2 separate regions of the Mus musculus genome follow, and region 1 is linked to region 2. The links are chromatin contacts, called in public Hi-C maps. All regions are on one chromosome and are shown on one strand. The core of a region is the stretch at or near the end of the contact, and the rest is flanking DNA. Distances in the headings are between cores, read along the strand shown. Region 1 has its middle 34 kb from the start of 1700040P09Rik. Region 2 overlaps Arpc3 (actin related protein 2/3 complex, subunit 3).

Region 1 (2,700 bases), core at 188-2,687, 150 kb after region 2:
TTAAATGTATAGCTTCCATTTTTTTCCAAAAAACTTTCATCAGATTTCCATAAAATCTTAACACAGTCTTGCAAATCTAGACATGCCTCAACTCTTTTTAAAATTATTCCTCAAACCATTCAAAATATATAGCATTACTTTTCTATGTAGAGTCTGTGTGTTTGGAAAATTCTGTTTATTGTGTATACAACTTTCATTTCCGTAAGGGTTTGAAGGGCCATCTCAGATCACCTGGCTTGGTGGCAAGTCTTTACCTGCTCAGCCACCACGCCTGTCTGGCTATGAGGTTTTTAGAGCAAAAATGAGGTCGTGTAGACTTTACATTTTGTAACTTAGTAAAGAGTCACACACAGAAGATAATACTTATAGATAAGTAAATATTCTCCAGTTCAGAAAGAAGCTGTGTCTCGGCACTTAAAAAAAAAATGGCAAGAGATGTTTATAAAGTAGTAAAAATAATTTTGATTGAATAAATGTAATAAGCATATCTTATAGTCTCGCTTATTATGTTTTGTTTTGTTTGTTTGTTTGTTTGTATTTAAAAAATTACAGATGGTTGTGAACCACCAGATGGGTGTTGGGAATTGAACCCAGGTCCTCTGCAAGAGCAGCCAGTCCTTTTAACCACTGAGCCATCTCTCCGGGCCCCAGATCCATTCTTTAACAAGGTCCTCTAAGTTTATGTTACCAAAAAGAATTTAATGCATGCAATAGTTCAGAGACAGACACCAACTGTTTACAAATAAGTACTGCTTACAACAGACTCTGCACCAAGGCAGCAACTAAGAGCATACATCTTGGATGCAGGCTCTGCCACAGTCATCACCTGGGTCATAGTGTGAAGTCTACCTGGCCTGCCTCATTGTGAGCATCACCTTGCTTCCCCACAGAAACTTCTGGGACTATGCCTGGCACATGCCTGGCACTCAGCAACGGTTCATGCCCTTTCTTCTTTATCATGACTGCAGAGCTCTGGGAGATAGTATCTGCTAATTTGTTGCTTTGTTTAATGAATGCTTTAGTTAAGTCCATCCTTGGATACCACAGTACTGTGCCTGAGCCTCTTTAAGGAGGGAGCTGCATTGCTCTTCAGAGCAGGAAGGCAATCTGCTGCAAGAGCAGCAGCAGACCGGCTTTGCGGTGGCTGGCAGGGCTCCCTCAGAGGTCCCTCCAACAAAGGAAGATGCAGGTGAGTCATTCAAGCACCAGAGCCTGCTGTTCTCTGCTGATCTCAAAGCTACCCACCAAAGTGCTACACTAAACAGCAACTCACAGGGACCGACTGTCACACCCGGAACTCAAGTGGAAACTTAAGACCTCACTGGGAAGCAGGAATTCTTCATTTCCCCGCATATTCTGAATTGTGAATTTCCATAGCAGCAAACCTTAGCTTAGTGACGCAAGGCTTCTGGTTCTAGAAAGGAAATTGTGCAATGACCAGTGACCAGGAAAGTACTCCCAGTTTGCCAAAAGAGGGAGCTTGGGAGCAGAAAGCACGTGTTTGTCCAGGCCTCTCAAAAAACAAAACAAAACAAAAAAAACCCCAAAAAACTACTTATTTGGACTCTGGGTTTTTTTTTTATATAATTATTATTATTTCTTTTGCAAGGACTGGGTAAGAATAAGCCATATTCTTGCCCAGTGAACTTGCTTTGTTTTTTAAAGAAGACGGTCTTAAGACAGAAGAGTCAAACATCAAAACACACAGAGCACCTTTAATGATCCATCTCTACCCTCCCCAGACGAAACAGTCACCACATGCCTAGCTGCCACCGCAAACAACTCTAATTAGACTGCCCTCGTTTAGGGGAGACGGAGGGAGGCCTCGGTCAGCATGAGGACAGAGGTAATTACACTGGTGACAAAGGTGCAGCTCTGTCTCTTTCCTGGCTGCTGGAGACTGTCTGAAGACAGTGCACTACACATGCTTCACACCTCCCACACCACAACAGGGCCCAACTGTGGGCAAGCAGGTTATGGGAAGGCCAAGCATCCAAGTGGGCACCCATTACCTGCTCCCAGAGGCAAACCCCTTTCTGCCAAGCCAGAGGCATGATGTAAGCACCTAGAACTCTTTGTGGGAACAAACCTGTTATTCACCAGCGCTGGGCGAGGACCTGTGTGAGATGAGGTTTCTCTGAGAAACACAGTTATTTTTTAATATAAACTTTGCCTCTGTGAAGACAGATTTTTCTGTGTTACTCATGATGCACCCCCCCCCCCAAATTCAGATCCAAGAATCCTGCCAATTTACACATTTTTAGTTTGAGTGCATATATAGCCTCTTATTTTACTCAAATTATTTTTAAAAATGCTTGTTATCATCTTAGCATTAAAAACTTAAGAAATACACTTGGAAAGTGCATAGACCTTAAAATTTTCCAAAAAAAAAGTATAAATGTCATGCATGCTAAGAATTCAGCAGAATGACAAACATCAATTAAAAACAAGTGTGACTCAATGGCTTGTTTTAGAATTGCTGCCTGCTGAATTAAAAAGCAAGGCAGCAGCCAGCAGCAGCCTGAGGGAAAGCTAGCCGGTTCACAGTCTCTGGGTCCTTTCCCTTCACTCTCCAGTGTTCTGAGGTCTTCTAGCTTGCTCCCCAGCACTGCAAAGTGTGACCTTGAATTCAGCCAATTGTAACAGGAAGTACATCCGACTTCTAGATTCTTCTTAAAGGGCATATTTACAGGATTATTT
Region 2 (2,700 bases), core at 55-2,554:
CTTCCTTTTTCTGCCAGGTTATTTGACTTGACTTCCTCTTAAATGAATTTGTTTGCAACACTGGTTGAAATGTAAGTAAATTGAGTAGATCTGGCCATTCACTGCTTCTGAGAAGAAGGAGCAGGTGGGGAAAGACAGCCTTGAGGAGACCTGCAGTACTTAAAAGTTGCTGGCCAGTGAGCCCTGTCACACGGTTACAGATAACACATTGCTCTAGAAGATACAGCCAACTCAGAATGGAGAACATCCTAGCCACCTTCAAGCTGAGTCCTCCAGGGAGAAACAGAACACGTGAGGGTGACTGTCCCTCGTCCCAGAGGGGCTGGAACTGTTGGAGCAGATGTCTGAGATAGGGTTTGTCTGTAGCATGTGGGAGGCCCTGGGTTCGAGCCTCGGCTCTAGAAAAATCCTTTCCTGCTGTGCATGTATCTTTGCGTGCCTCTGTGTGCCAAGCTCTGTGTAGGTCTCCTCCGCCGTCTCCCTTAGGTGCTCTGGAGAAGTTTCCTTTCCTTAGGGGCGGGACGCTAAGGACAGGAAGGTAGAGTTAAAGTTCTGACGCTGACGCGGCCCTCAGAGAAGCACCAGCGAGGCTGTGAGGGAGTGGTAGCCCAGGCCAAGGCTGTCATGTGGTGCTGATGCAGCCAGCTGCTGCACGTCAAACCCGGGAAGTCTGACCTTTCAAAATGAAAAAGAGAGGACAGACTGCCAAAGAGATTGTGTAACGAGATGTGCGTCTGTCACAGAGTGCTCTGGCTTCCCTCAGTTAGTGGCAACTTAGAACCTGCTGGATTTAAGCCATGGTTTTCATAAAAAGAAGGAAATGTCCCCGATGTCCCTAAATAATTTGAGCATTTCTCCTGAGATGACAGTGCGTGGGCTCGAATAAAATTATATCAACACTTGGTTACACTGTGCTCGGGCTAAAGGGAAGGCTCAGAGGTTAAGAGCACTTCCTGCTCCTCCAGAGGACCTACATTGGCCTCACAAGCACCTGTAACTCCGGCTCCAAGGGACCTGGTGCCCTCTGACCTCTGTGGGTATCTGTGCACATGTGGCATACGTACAGACACACATGTAAGGGTTTTGTTTCCTTGGGTTTTTTGAGTTGGTTTGGTTTTGGTTTTGAAGACAGGGTTTCTTTGTGAAGCTCTGGCTTTCTTTGAACTCTTGGAACTCGCCTTGTAGACCAGGGTGGTCTCCAACCAATGGATCTACCTGCCTCTTCCTCCAGAGTGCTGGGAACAAAAGTGGGTACCACCACTGCCGGAATGTGTGCTGCACGGTTCCCTGGGAGCCCAGCAGAGGGCGCTAGATCCCCAGGAACTGAGCCCAGCAGAGCACCTGCAGCGCCTTCCTTGGTTTCCTTTATCCAGGTCTCAATCTTGTGCGGTAGGCTTGGTTGCCTGTGCTCGCCGCCTCTGGGTGTGAGGTTTGCCTTTGGTAATGGTCTCTGCCTTCTCTTGTCTCCCGCTTAGCCAAAGACACGGACATTGTGGATGAAGCCATCTACTACTTCAAGGCCAATGTCTTCTTCAAGAACTATGAAATTAAGGTAACTTCCAAGGAATGCTTAGTTTTCAGAAGGGGATAAAATTCTACCTGGAAGTCAGGTTGCTGTGAGGGCTAAATGGTGAGGGTGACTGTAGGATTTGAGACGAGACCCTGAGGAGGGTGCTGTGTTATAGTTTCTCTTCCTTTCTTGCTTTCTTGCTATCTTGCTTTCTTTATTTCAGATTATTTATTGTAGGCTGGGTGTGGTGGCACACACATTTAATCCCAACACTCAGGAGGCATCCACACAGGTGGATCTATGTGAGTACAGGACCAGCCTGGTCTACAGAGTTAGTTTCAGGATAGCCAGGGCTACACAAAGAAACCTTGTCTTGAAAAACCAAAAAGTCAAACAAGAAAAATTTAATGTGTGTGTGTGTGTGTGTGTGTCTGCGTAGAAGAAGGAGTTAAATCTCATGACTCAAGTTAGAAATGACTACAAACTACCACGTGTGTTGTGGGACAAACCCAGGTCCACTGCAAAAAGCAATCGCTCTGAGCTGCTGAGCCCTCACCTCACCCCTTCGTGCATTTTGATTCTTTCCGTTCTACACTTGTTACCGCTGTGCATGCCAGACGACCCACTGCCTGTTTTTGCAAATAAACCTCACTGGAGCACAGCCGTGCCTGTTTGTTTATGCATTCGCTGTGTCTGTTTTCGCACTGAACCGTGACTGACCAGTCACAACTGGTCATTAGCCACAAAACCTAAACAGCTCATTATCCGGCCTTGTCAGGGTTTGCCAAGCTCCGGTCTAGACGCATCTGTGTGTATTCAGTATTGATTAAGCACCCATGACATACCAGACCCATGTGCCCTGGTCCTTCCTGGGACCTCGCCCTCCTTCCCCTCCCTGAGGAGGGTGAGGAGGGTGGCCAGGGGCCTGGCTATAAAGGGGATGGATGGTACGAGACACACATTTCCTGAGCTACTGTGGTGAGCCAGGCACAAAGAAGGGCAAAGGATGTTCTTGACTGTGCTGTAAACTGTGTGGCTTCACCTTCTGCTCCCCTCAGGGATAGCAGAGTCCATCAGGTGTGGACTCTATCCAGTGCTGAGCACCGTGTCTGTAACCAACAGCTAGCCTGTGCTGTGCCAGTGAGAGCTGTGACAGGGACAGGCTAGATGCAGGGTTCGCCTGTCAGGAG

What was found. A called contact is a pair of places that touch in the nucleus more often than the background predicts.
Region 1: a contact with region 2 is called in a Hi-C map of uterus, with 2.0 times the contacts expected there. The contact joins two enhancer-like sites. A contact is called at or near these places in 1 of 39 promoter capture datasets (the SN4741 cell line), 8 of 484 Hi-C or Micro-C datasets (the Ba/F3 cell line, Sertoli cells, cumulus cells and 4 more), 1 of 115 datasets of contacts at active chromatin or transcription factors (the NIH/3T3 cell line) and 1 of 9 other capture datasets (adipose tissue).

What each region holds. Positions count from the first base shown.
Region 1 is chr5:122,546,179-122,548,878 of GRCm38.p6, forward strand. It overlaps a transcript of Ift81 not described here. Among named protein-coding and RNA genes, the nearest start is that of 1700040P09Rik, 34 kb to the left of the region's middle. Within about 2 kb of position 1,438, at least 154 of the 459 cell types and tissues checked have an H3K27ac peak or open chromatin away from gene starts, as enhancers often do. A contact at or near this core is called in adipose tissue and uterus, where this site is marked.
Region 2 is chr5:122,400,172-122,402,871 of GRCm38.p6, forward strand. It overlaps Arpc3 (actin related protein 2/3 complex, subunit 3), which reads left to right. Exons shown (of 7, transcript NM_019824.4): 3 at 1,476-1,552. Among named protein-coding and RNA genes, the nearest start is that of Gm32853, 8.2 kb to the left of the region's middle. Within about 2 kb of position 1,305, at least 74 of the 459 cell types and tissues checked have an H3K27ac peak or open chromatin away from gene starts, as enhancers often do. A contact at or near this core is called in adipose tissue and uterus, where this site is marked.